Regions from separate parts of the Sus scrofa genome. Here region 1 is linked to region 2. A link is a contact called in public Hi-C data. All regions are on one chromosome and are shown on one strand. The core of a region is the stretch at or near the end of the contact, and the rest is flanking DNA. Distances in the headings are between cores, read along the strand shown. Region 1 holds the start of NCOA2 (nuclear receptor coactivator 2). Region 2 has its middle 58 kb from the start of TRAM1.

The links. A called contact is a pair of places that touch in the nucleus more often than the background predicts.
Region 1: a Hi-C map of embryonic fibroblasts shows a contact between it and region 2, with 3 times the contacts expected there. The contact joins the promoter of NCOA2 here to the enhancer-like site in region 2. A contact is called at or near these places in 1 of 5 promoter capture datasets (liver), 9 of 47 Hi-C or Micro-C datasets (alveolar macrophages, brain, embryonic fibroblasts and 4 more) and 2 of 2 datasets of contacts at active chromatin or transcription factors (alveolar macrophages and skeletal muscle).

What each region holds. Positions count from the first base shown.
Region 1 is chr4:64,951,515-64,958,692 of Sscrofa11.1, forward strand. It overlaps NCOA2 (nuclear receptor coactivator 2), which reads left to right and starts at 2,747. Exons shown (of 23, transcript NM_001114275.1): 1 at 2,747-2,859.
Region 2 is chr4:64,823,065-64,829,343 of Sscrofa11.1, forward strand. No RefSeq gene overlaps it. Among named protein-coding and RNA genes, the nearest start is that of TRAM1, 58 kb to the left of the region's middle. Within about 2 kb of position 3,952, at least 5 of the 83 cell types and tissues checked have an H3K27ac peak or open chromatin away from gene starts, as enhancers often do. A contact at or near this core is called in embryonic fibroblasts, where this site is marked.

The DNA.
Region 1 (7,178 bases), core at 1,497-3,996, 130 kb after region 2:
GTATACAAATTATCATTTTTCTTTATGACTTATAGTTGCATTTGTGACTCAGCTGACATTTGTTTTTGGTTTGTTTACTTGCCTCATCCATCCATAGTGTATCAAGTTTCTACTTCTACAAAATTTCAATAATTTCCTTCCCCTTTATGTTTTGCACCCACATCTTTTCCTTATTGGGTTGTCCTCTGTTGGTAATACAGCGAGTTCCTATATTTTTGTTTTAATTTTTCTTTGACTGCATTAAGTCAACTTATTTACTTTTCTTTCTTTTACGTTGTCATATGATAATTCATTAATAATTACAGCTAGTTTTCCTAAACAATTTTAATTCTTCTGCAGTCTTATAGAAATCTAAGTTCTTTCGAAATAATGAAAACATTTTTAATAAATGTCTTAAGAGACAGGGTGAGATGGGGAGATGGAAATGAAGGTTGGATTAGATACTATTTACATTTTACAGATTCAGTTAAATAGCAAACATTATGTGAGATCTTGTTAGGAGCTATAGCATGTAAAAACGAGAACAAGATGTGGTTCTGGCCTGAGCAGCTTACAATCTACTGGAAGAGAAAGACAAATAAATGAACAACTCCAGTGTAAGACAGAATATCGTTATAACTGTGGCATGGAGTGCCGAGGGAGCCCAGAGGCTACTAGAGAACAGAAGTGACAGGATTCCTTGAGGTTGGAGGCAACTGATTAGTAGTTGGGGATGGAACTCATTATTCTATGCTGTTATATTTTTTTGTTTTATTTTTGTAGAAAGTTGTGTATCTTGAGTAAATTTTATGGAGTAATATGGAAATGCAATGGGGAGTCATTTGTTTGCACGGATATCATGGATTGTTTTTGAAAGCGTGAAATCTACTGTTGCGGAGGATTGATGGACTCTGAACTTCTGCCAAAAAAGGAAGGGATAAACATCTAGGAGAATCTTTTCTTTATCACAACTCAAGAGTTGGGGGTGTGGACAGGAGAGGAAATTAGAGTCCAGCAATGTGACAGACCTCATGTTTGTAGGAATACTAAGGACAAGTGTTTGTGGAAGAATACAGGCCATTAAAAAACCCTCTATTTCCCATTTCTTCCCCCAGTTTGTTGGAGGGCTTTAGGTTTCTAGGAAACCTAATTTTCTGGTTAAGCCAGGTAATTAAAATCTATAAAAAATACTAAATTAATACATGGTGAAGGCAAACATTTCAAACACTATAGCTTAGTGCATAGAAGTGGAAATAGTCCATTATACACCCACTCTTAACCCCCAGTGCTAACAATTTGTTATAGCCTTCTAAATATTTTCTGTGGACAAACACACTCATCACACATAGACATATATATTTTTCTTTCCCAAAATAAAATTGGTGGTATTCCCACAAATTTGAGGTTGAAGAGACCATTAAGAGTGTGAGTTTTGGAGTCTGCCAGAACTGGGCTCAAATCTCTCCAGCTTAATGGCTGTATGACCCCAGGCAAATTACTTCTTTGCTTCAGTTTTCTTTCTTTCTTTCTTTTTTTTTTTTGGGTGAAGGCTAAAAATAGTAATTACTTTATAAAAGGCTTGAGAATCACTCAGCGTAGTGTCATACACAAAGTAAGTGTTCAATAAACACTATTATTGTCAATGGCAAGTGACCTGTCTATTTTAAGGTTAAAAATAAGGAAATTTGTAAAACAAATGTTGCTCATTTTTTCCGACTAATTGTATCTAGGTTGAGAAGAACTTGCTTTTTCCAAGGCATAAAACTGATTCAAATAATATTTGAATGTGGGTTCTCCTGGAATTTTCAGCGCAACTCTTCTGCATCCCCCCAGCATCACTTTCTGATGTCTAAAAAGTGGACTTTGCAGTAAAAAACTTTTGTTTCAGGTCGCGAGGAAAATGCTCAACGAGGTCAGCCTGTGCACTGTGTGTACTTTTGCTTTATCATGCAGTTGCTGGGTGGCATCCTTTTAAGCTCGCCCCACACCGTCGCACCCCTCCACCCCCTCTTGAGATAAGGCTTCAGCGGGAGAAGCCTGCTCTCTTGGGAACCAAGGGAGAACTGATGGAGGAAGGCTCCTCTAGGGCGCAGCAGGAGACGCGGTGCGTGCGAGGTGCGCCCTAGGGTGCAGGCTGCTGGCACAGGGGCCCGGCCGGAGCACGGGCGGGAGGCTTCCATCCGGGCGAGCCTGGTACTGGGCTCTCCACGATCTTCGCGCGGGGGCATCTTCTCCGCTGTCTGCAGCCTCAAGATCCCACTGCCTCCACTCTGCAGCCCCGGCCTGTCCCATCCGTTCTCTTTCCTTTTTGGCACTGCCCTTTGCCCTCCCATGGAGTCATCTGTTTACTCTCCCTTCACTTCCAGTCACCCATAGGCCACCCTCCCTTTACCACCACAGTCCCATTTTGTCCTCTCTCCCTTCTCTCCTCACTCTTCACCTCTCCTCGGGGTCGCCTTCTCAGAGGACTCCGCCGACGGAGATGCTGCGGACTCCGCGGCCAGGGTCTGCCCCCAGGAGAACCCTCCGTCCACCTTTGCCCCTTCCCCGGGGGCGCGGGAGGCAAGTTTCCGCCCCATCCTTTCCCCAGTGACAGGACTTGCTGCGGCCACGGCCAGGGAGGAGGAGGGAGGGACGGCCTGGCTCCCGAGCCCCCTCCCCTGCTCGCGAGCTCGCGCGGTCTGTGTCTTTCGGCAAGTGCGGAGACGCGGAGGAGGAGGAGGAGGAGGAGGGAGTTGGGGGAGGATCTCCATTGAAATAAACAACCAGGCAGCAGTTATTAACACGGGAACATGGCGGCCGCAGCCTCAGCCACAGCTTCGGCAGCGAAGGTCAGCGCCGACGGCAGCCGGCACCTGACGGCGTGACCGACCCGAGCCGGTAACCGCGCCTTCCCTGGGGGCCGCGAGGGCGGGAGGGAGGCGGGCGGCGGGCGGGGGGCGCCGCGTCCCCACCCCCGGCTGCGACTGCCCTTCCTGCGCGGAGCCGGGCTGAGCCGTGCGGAGCCGTGCGCGGCCGAGAGGGCTGTTTTGTGTGCGGGGACCGCTGCCTTGGTTCGCGGACGACGGGAGTTGCATCCCGGAGGCACCGCGAAGCTGGGGAGTTGGGGCTTGGGGGGTGGGGAGGGCGGGAAGCGGCGGGGAGACGCGGAGTCCCTGGGAGAGAAAGGAGGCACTCCAGCGCTTTGCGAGAGCTTGGGAGACGAGTCCCGGAGCGCGAGGCGGGCGGAGGCTGCAGCCGGCGGCGCCGGCGAGAGGTGAGAGCCCAGGCACAGCGGGGAGGCCGGGTGCGCGGGTGCGGCCCCCTCCAGCGGAGCCAGGCGCCCGCCGCCCTGCCCGGTGCGGGGTCGGCGAGGACCGCGGCTCCTGCGCCCTCGGGGAATGCCAGACAGAGACGGGAAGGTGAAGCCCGAGAAGGTGCATTCTTTCATGGAAACACGGGGCGACTGCAGCGCGGGGTGGGAGCTGGGCGAGGGGAGGCAGGACTGGGGAAGTGCTCGGGGGTGTGTGAAGGTGAAGCGTCGCGTCAGGGGCGGCCGGCGGGGTGAGACGCCGGGAGGATGGGATCCGCGGCCCGGCGGCCGGGCCCGGCCAGTGTCAGCGCCGGGGGCGGGGGCCGAGGGGCAACGCGCGCCTCAGGCGGACGGGAAGGAGCTGCGGCGGGCGGGGCGGGCGGCGCGCTCTGGCCGAGCAGGCCGGGCTGCGGTGGGGGCGGGGAGCCGGGGGCCGGACCGCGGCGGCGCCGAGCCGGGCTCGCCTCTGACTTAACTTTCTGGGTGCGGGCGTGTGTGCCGGAGGCGCGCAGGGGCCGGGGCTGGGGGCGGGAGGCGGTCCGGGAGGTTCCGGGTTGGCTCTCCAGCGCCCCCTTTTCTCTTCCCCTTCTCCCCGCCCCTGAAGGGACAGGCCCTCAGGGCCCAGGCGGGAAGCGGGAGGGGCCCTCCCGGCCGGCTCGCGACGGTCACGCCCCGGACCCGGGGACACTTCTGTCTCGGGCCTCTGGGGGCTCCTGGGGGAGGTGGCCAGGGTCGTCGCTGCGCGCTGGAGCTCCCCGCCCCCCACCCCTCCGGGGAGTCCCGGAGGCGCCTCTTCGAGATCGGGGGTGGGTCGGTCCCTGGTTAGCTGGTCCCTCCCTCTTCCCCCTCCCCCTAGTGGTTTCCGGGGCCTGCGGGACCGAGGGGCGGGAATCGGGGACCTGAGCTCCTGGCACCCGCTCGGACCTGGACTGGGCCTTACGCCGTCCGGGTCTGTCACTGATAGGGGAAACTTTCCCAAACCGGGGACCGAGCCTGAGCACCCTCCTCCGCCACCTCGTCCTCTAATCCCACTCCCACTCCACCTATTCCAACGCCTTCCCCTCCCACCGACCCGATTCTCGCTGCGTGTGACTGATGGGGCAATGAGCCAATCGAAGGCGGGGAACTGACCTGCCGGGTGTCGGTAAGCCAATCGTGAGCACCAGAGGAAGGAAGGGGGCGGGGCTTCTCCCCGACCAGTTAGAGCGGAGTTGCAGGCTGGGCGGGGGAGTCATGGAGACGCCAAGAGCTATCCACTCTTGTCCATCCGAAGTCACCAGCTCCTTGATCTGTAGGGTAGTGTCATTTACAGGGGCTCTGACCGGGGGAGGCACGTAGTTTGCACGAAGCACTGTGTTTCTCTGGTACAGCAGAGATGTCTTAGACAAGACGAAGTGGAAAGCTACTTACGATGTGGCAGCAACCCTCCGAGGCCCATTTCTAAAATGGCAAATATTGTAGTGATCGCGGTCTGGACCTTAGCGCCCGGTTTCCGTGCCGAGGATCTTCGGAGTTGTCCGTTTACCTCTACCTCAGTTTCTCTCAGCTACTCCAGCGTGGGGACCATGAAATTTGAAAGGGTTCTCTGAAAACGAAGGCATCAGGAAAGGCTCACGTCAGTTGATTATGGGGAGTGTAAAGCATCATTGTTTGTCATGGCTTTACTGGTTCCTTGTTTAATTAGGGCGCCAATTTCCAACGTGTACTTGAAAGTTTGGCATTTGGGATGACATTATAAAAAAGTTGTAGTATATGGTGCGCATTTCTTGGTTTTTGTTTTTTTGCTCTTTCTTGAGTAAACAAAATGAAGTGGGAACCAGAGCTTCACTGAAATCTTAAGCTTTGTTATTTAATGAGCAAAGCTAGTCAAAAATATTTGTCTACAGGAAAAAAGTGTGTAGTTTGCCAGATTACTCCCACACAAAAGATTGATAAAAATTAGTTTGCTTAAACACTACAAAGTGGTAGGTATAGTGTGTGTGTGCACTTCTGGTTTTTGCAAGGTTAGGAGACACCTTTGGTTGTTTTACGCTGTTTGCTGGGTACGTCTAGTGACTTTGTCAACTCCTGACTTCTTAGAATAGGGAAGATAGGTCTTCCATTCTTTGTAAAGATCACAGGTTGCTCCGCAGAAATAGCAGTCTTTTAAAAAGACAGCAGCTGCTGCGTTGCTTTCTGTGTGTGTGTGTGTGTGTGTGTGTGTGTGTGAGAGAGAGAGAGAGAGAGAGAGAGAGAGAGAGAGTGTGTGCGCCCGCGCTCCTGTTCTTTGTTGGTGAGGTTAGTGCACATTGACAACAGCAAGGCTCCTTTTTCACAACTGGAATTTGTAGAACCTTTGGGAGTTCAAAGAATGAGTATTGAGAATGCATCTGTTCGTTTTGTGATGTGTCCCATGAATTTAATGTTCAAAGGGTTTTTTTGGGGAGGCATTTTGTGTGTATGCTATTTATGTATACTGTTTTCCCAAGCTTTTCATGATAGGGTTACTAAGAAAGAATTGAGGAGCACTGGCGTTTTAGGGAACAGGTCTTACTACACCCTACAAATGTGTTCTGTTGTAACAGACCATTTTCAAATTAATAGTGTGAATTCCCAAACCAGTATAATTTTGAGGGTTCACATAGACAAAAATGAATTGTCTTTTGCTGTAGCCCTTGAGGTATTATAAAACAGTAAAAACTGTGAAGATAAAACAAACATTTAGCTTCCAGAAATAGGGAATATTATAAATTAAACAACATTCAAAATTTGACATCATTCAAAACCACCCATCATTAGTTAATTTAGTTACTGATGGCCACTCAGACCTGTGCCTTCTGTATGCTCGAGACACATTATTTTACTCATTTTCTATAACAGTCCTTGAGAGTGTTCTCAGATTCTTGGTGGTTCTGAGTAGTAAGTCCCCTAATGCCTGGCTGGGGTGGGGGGTGGGGGGACTCAAGCATATGGAGAGATCTAGAGAAAGATGTGCATCGTCAGCTGTGATTCCATTGTGTGCTCTGACTGGATGTGAGCCTTCTTCCTCCTGGGAATTTCAGTCTTAACAGAGGACTTCTTTTACTTTTAGATGTCACGATACTGAAGCAGAGGATAGAAAAGAAGCTCACCAATTACAAATTTAGTATTTTTTAGATAGTTTAGCTCTGATTGATTTTTAACCCTTTATTGGTTCAGTATAATTTAAATAACTTGCGCTCAGTGTTAGAGGAGCATTTTCTTAGAAACCGAAATTGCCAGGCTGAGAGGGGACGTGGGCTGTGGTGTGAGAGCGCCCGAAGGGACATTGCTGCTTAGTTGGCTTAATCTTTAGTTATGTCTTATTAAAGCTTTGCAGACCTCAGAAGCGAGGATCTATGAACAGTGCTTTCATTACACACCCTATACTTAAGGATTCACTACCTTTGCAGTTTCAGATCACATCATGTTGAAATGTGACCCACAAGTTGACAGCTTGGAGTTCCCAGAAAAAATTTTGTGTTGTATTGGGTTTAAGGGGGATGCTTTTAAGTAGTCATTAGGATGTTGGGTACCAAAAAAAAAAAAAAAAAGAGGAGGGGGTCTCTTTAATTTTTCTAGAAGATTAGTTTTCTGAAATTCACGGTGTGTCCTTATTTGATATTTTAATCATTATTGTGTCGTGATTGAAATTATATTTAAAAGCATAATTTATGCTTCGCAATTTTCATGGCAGGACTGCTATTTAAGAAATTACTAGCTCTTCAGTATTTTGTGTTTATAGTTTTGTTTGGTAATTTATGTTATTATATGCTCTATCAATTTTAAATTAAGAGAATAGGAGAGAGAAAATAAGTCAGTTGCTTTAAGGTGGTGGTCTTTTATTGCAGTAAATCATGAAATGAGCATCAAATCAGGATCTTTTCTCCTAATGAAATAATTGGACCGT
Region 2 (6,279 bases), core at 2,702-5,201:
ACAGAGAAGCCTGGATATAGAAGCAACCAACCAGCGCATGTTAAAATCACCAAGAATTAGGAAGTTCCTATTGTGGTGCAAGGGAAAGAAAGCCCTAGAAAAGACTAGTATCCATGAAGATGCTAAGGATCTGGCGTTGCCATGTGCTGTGGTGTGCTGTGGTGTAGGTTGCAAATGTGGCTCGGATCCCTAGCTGCCGAGGCTGTGATAGGCCAGTACCTGTAACTCTGATTTGACCCCTAGCCTGGGAACTTCCATATACCACATGTGCAGCCCTAAAAAATAAAATAAAATAAAAAATAATTTAAAAAGCACCGAGGATTAAGAGACAGGTGAAACTGGAGAGGCTTACAGTGAGCTAGAAGCTGCAGTTACTGAACCAGGAAGGGAGTCACCCTGGGTCAGTTGATGGTGCAGCGATAAGGTGTTGTGGCTGGAGAGTGACACAGCTGATGACATGGGGAGAGCCTGGGGCACCCAGGGAGGACGAGGGGAATGGAGGACAGCCCCAAGCTCAGCGGTTCCTGGTACCCGGTGCAGGGGTTGGGAAGAGGCCGACAGGGGGAGCAGTGACCTCAGGGAAGGGACTCCTCTAGTTTAGCGTGAGAAGCTGGGGTGTGGTGGGGGGGCTTTCAGAACCAGGTAGAGGGTGCAGGGGGGTAGCTAATGGCCAAGGGCTGGAGGTAAGGCTTTCAGGGGTTGAGGAGGGATGGGAGATGCCCACAAGGTAAGGGAGGTGTGATGCCATGTGCAATTGAGGAGGGAAGGAGCGGAGGAGGGACCTGGAAGTGCAGGCAGTGCCTGAGCACAGCTAAAGGCCTAATGAGATTAGTCCTGATGGACTGAAAGGAGATTCTGGTGGGGAGGCTGCCAGGGGTTCTTTATTCGTAGTTAAATTACCTTCTGTTTAGTGGGTTGGTTTTCTTAATGCTAGTTTGTTTCTTGTGCTTCGGAAATTTTGTTTTGTTTATTTTCTTTCGTTTCGTGGTGTGTGTGTGTGTGTGTGTGTGTGTGTGTGTGTGTGGTTGGCTGTTATTTCCTTCTGCGCTCACTCTCCCAAGGTAGGTCTGTTGCTGCCTGCATCAAGGACCCTCTAATCCAGAACCAGGTTTTTCCATTCAAGGAGATGAAGGCAGAGGTGGGGGCCTGGGAGGGGCATGGGGAAGGAGCACCAGGCAGCTTGGACTTGGTTCTGTCCACGCTGCTCTCTGCTGCATCCTGCCAGTGGGAACAGAAACCATGGTCCCAGCTGCAGCCCAAGCGGTGGCCCCAGGTTTCGTAGACTCCTTCCACACCACGGAAGCCCATCTCTGCCCCAGGTTCACCTGCTGAGACCCCCTGGTCCCTGGCCCCCAGCCTTGAGGATGAAAAGCTTCAAGGGAGGCTTGGAAGCATAATTGCAGCGCTACCAGACTCCTTACACCCAACTGGACCAAATTTCAGCCGAATCGAGGATTTGGAGGTACAAAGAGAACCTAATTTTTAAAAAGTAATCTGATCTGGGATAGTTTTTTAGCAGAAGGCTTTTTTAAAAAATCAGAAAACCGGGAGTTCCTGTTATGGCTCAGAAGTAACGAAGCTGACCAGTATCCATGAGGATGTGGGTTTGATCCCTGCCGTTAGTGGGTTAAGGATCCGGCATTGCTGTGAGCTGTGGTGTAGGTTGCAGACTCTGCTCAGATCCTGTGTTGCTGTGGCTGTGGTGTAGGCTGGGAGCTACAGCTCTGATTAGACCCCTAGCCTGGGAACCTCCATATGCCACAGGCAAGGCCCTAAAAAGACAAAATAACAATAATAATAATTTTTAAAAGATAAGTCATCATATAATGAATGAGGAGCTCTTACAAATCAATTTTTTATGGAATTTTTGTGTGTGTGTGTCTTTTTAGGGCCGCACCCACGGCACATGAAGGTTCCCAGGTTAGGGGTCCAATTGGAGTTGTAGCCACCAGCCTATGACAGTCACAGCAACTCGGGATCCAAGCCATATCTGCAGCCTACACCACAGCTCACAGCTACACTGGATCCTTAACCCACTGAGTGAGACCAGGGATCAAACCCGCATCCTCATGTGTGCTAATCGGGTTCGTTAGCTGTTGAGCCATGATGGGAACTCCCAAATCAATTTTTTAAATTGACATATATTAGTGGAAGGCGTACAACATAATGACTCAGTATTTTGCAAAATGATCACAACAAGTCTCGTTAATATCCGTCACCACACATAGACACAGATTTTTTTTTTCTTCTGATAACTTTTTAAGATCTATTCTTTCAGCACCGTTCAAGCATAGGACCCAGCATCATTAACCATAGTCACTATGCGGCATGTTATCTCCCCATGACTCGGTTTATAACTGGAACTCTGTACCTTTTGACCACATTCACCCATTTTGCCCACTCCCACTCCACCCCCCACCCCATCCCCCACTCTACCCCCCTGTCAGGCACCGCAAAGCTGTTCTCTGTGTCTGTGAGTTCAGGGTGTTTTTATTTTTGTTATTTTTGTTTTTGTTTTAGACTCCACATATAAGTGAGATCATCCAGTCCTTTTCTCTGTTTCACTTGACTTAACAAATTACATCCATGTTGTCACAAGGGACAAGATTTCCTTCTTTTTTTTATGATTTTTAATTTTCCAGTGTGTGTGTGTCTGTGTGTATATCACAATTTCTTTATCCATTCCTCCACTGATGGACTCTTGGGTTTGTCAATATCTTGACTATTGTCAATAATGCTACAATGTACATAGGTGCAAGTGTCTTTTCAAATTACTGTTTTTGTTTCCTTACAAAATTAATTTTTGAATGGCCAAAATAGCCAACAGGGAAATCAATAAAAGATTTTGTACATCACAGAAAAAAATCCCAAATGTATATATTTAAATATAGAAAGCATCTAAAAACATCATTATGAAAGGCAAATTAAAGTTAATGATAAATACTATTTTCACTCATCTACTATCCCACAACGTAAATTATCAGCTTCTCCATCTTTTTGTGGTGTTGACGTATCACAAAAACGGATGGGTCAAAGAAAACCTTAACATATTTTTGATATGTTTAGTGTCCATATGTGTTTAAACATGCTATTCTTTCTGAATCGAACACTTTTTTTTTTTTTTTTTTTTTTTTGGTCTTTTTGCCATTTCTTGGGCCGCTCCCATGGCATATGGAGGTTCCCAGGCTAGGGGTCGAATCCGAGCTGTAGCCACCAGCCTATGCCACAGCCACAGCAACACGGGATCCGAGCCGCGTCTGCAACCTACACCACAGCTCACAGCAACACCGGATCCTTAACCCACTGAGCGAGGCCAGTGATTGAACCTCATGGTTCCTAGTCGGATTCGTTAACCACTGAGCCATGACGGGAATTTCCTAGAACATCTTAAATCATATAGATTTGGGAGTTCCAGGTGTGGCTCACCAGTAACAAACCTGACTAGTATCCATGAGAATGTGGATTCAATCCCTGGCCCTGCTTGGAGGGTTGTGGATCTGGTGTTGCCATGAGTTGTGTGTGCAGGTCACAGACATGGCTCGGATCTGGTATATTTATATATAAGTATATAAATATATATATTTAATGCCAACCCATCTTTTAAAACTTGGCTCATCTCACCCTCTCCAGAAAGCCTCCCTTGCTTATCACCACCACCCTAGTGTGATTAATCTCTCTCTCCTTCTGGGTTTCTGTGTCCTCTTTTTTTTTTTGTAATTTGATCATATTCTTGTCTCATTGATTTCAGTCCTTGATTTACTTGTTCCTTTTCTCAACTACTCTACGAATGCACCAAGTCTAATTTGATTTGGCCTTCCCAAGTCCTCACTCGTTGGAAGCACTCAAAGATTCTTTGTTGGGTGTATGAATGAGGAACTTGTTACTGTTGATTTAGTGATGTTAGGGTATGTATCACGCACACGCCACTGGGAGGCAGTGTTGTGCAGTGAAAAAGCTCTCAGCGCTGCCCGGCAAATGCCCAGGCTCCCACATCACCCCCATTACCTTCTACCTACCTGTTCCTGGGCCATGTAAAATCTTCCCAAGACACCGGCCAACAGGAAGAAGAAGAAGAATATTTTTCTTACAAGATCATCGTGAGGATTAAAGATACTTTAGGTAGATTTAGGTATACTGTAGGGGTATTTATTGTAATGTAGCTCTTGATTGCTTGCTTAGACAATAATGGGCCCAACTGCAAGTAAAGGTCTAGTTCAAAGAAGTGTTCTCTGCAATTATGCTGCAAATTATGGTCTCTCTAAAAGCTGTCAACCCACTTCTAACCTTGCTCAGAGGGCCCAGGGTTGCAAGCCCACGGTTCAGAGGTCCTGGGGCTTCTATGGGACTGGGAGTCCCACTGGGCCTTTGGCAAGTCAAAGGCTTGAAGGACCATCATTGCCAGGCTCGGGTTCAGCTGCATGTGCATTAAATAGATTTTCTATGCCCTGGCCTGGGAAACAAGCCACCATCTATAATTCTGTTTCTGTGGGGAAAGGCTTTCCGTGTTCCAAACAACCAACTTACTAATGCACTCCTGGAACACAACCTATTGGTCGATGGGGACCAGCTGACTGGGTTTACAGGGCTGAGACAGCAGCATAAGTGACTCTGCTATGTTGATCTAATTATCATGAATTCTCTCCGGTGACTAATCTAGCTGTGGTCTCCACAATGGAAGAGGAATTTTGAAAAATTGGAGAGGGCTCTACAAAGAACCACAAGGATGATTAAAGGGCTGTAGAAAAATCTAGTCTGGTCTCTATAGTCTTCAGAGGATTGTCAAAATGACCCATGTGGCATTCCCTCCCAAATGAAAAAAGTGTTTGATTCTGTACTATGTCAAGTGCCTTTATCATTTGCTCATGGATTATGAATTTGTAGAGAAGGGAAACAGTGTTTGTTGAGAACCCATATCAGAGGATCAGATAAATTTTTTACATACCATTTGTTTTCATTTATTTATGTGTTTATTTTATTGAAGTATGGTTGATTATAATGTTGTGTTGATTTCTGGTGTAAATATGCTTTTCCACTATGGTTTATCACAAAATATTAAATATCATTCCCTGTGCTATACAGTAGGATCTTGTTGTTTATCCATCCTATATATACTAGTTTGCATCTGTTAACCTCAAAATCCCACTCTATCCCTCCCCCACTTCCCTCCCCATTGGTAACCACAAGTCTCTATGTCATGAATCTGTTTCTGCTTTGTAGATAAGTTTATTTGTGTCATATTTTAAGTTCCACATATAAATGATATCATATGGTATTTGTCTTTCTCTTTCTTACTTCACTTAGTATGAGAATCTCTAGTTCATCCATGTTGCTGCAAATGGCATTATTCCTTTCTTTTTTATGGCTGAGTAGTATTCCCTTGTATGCATATGTACCACATCTTCATAATCCATTTATCTGTCAGTAGACATTTAGGTTGTTTCCATGTCTTGGCTATTGTGAATAATGCTGCTATGAACATACAAGTGCATGTATCTTTTTGACTTATGTTTTTTTTCCAGATATATGCCCAGGAGTGGGATTGTTGGATCATATGGTAGTTCTATCTCTAGTTTTTTGAAGAAATGCCATATTATTTTCCATAAGGGCTGCACCAACTTACTTTCCAAACAACAGTGTAGAAGCACTCCCTTTTCTCTGCACACCCTCCAGCATTTGTTATTTGTAGACTTTTTAATGATGGCCACTCTGACTGGTGTGAGGTGGTACCTCATTGTAGTTTTGATTTGCTTTTATCTAATAATTAGCGATGTTGAGCATCTTTTCATGTACCCATTGGCCATCTGTAAGATACACTATTTAAGTTTGTCCTCAGAGCCACCCTGCCAGATAGGATGTCTCTTTTACAGACGAGGAAACTGAGATTCAGAGATGAATTTGTTGAAAATCTTATGGCTAATAACATAGAACATTGATTCAAATCCAGGCCAGATTAATTTCAAAGCTTCTCTAATCAATTTTCTGCATGACAGCCAGAGTGATCTTTCTGAAATGGAATCTTAATCATATACTTCCTCTGCTCAACACAGTCCTCTGGCCCCACTGAGCTCCCAGGATAGAACTCAAGGTTCTCAACATGGCAGATGGGGAGTTCCCATTGTGGCTCAATGGTAAGGAACCTGACTAGAACCCATGAAGACACAGGCTTGATCCCTGGCCTTGCTCAGTGGGTTAAGGATCCAGTGTTGCCATGAGCTGTGGTGTAGGTCGAAGATGCAGCTTGGATTTGGCGTTGCTGTGACTGTGACTGTGGTATAAGCC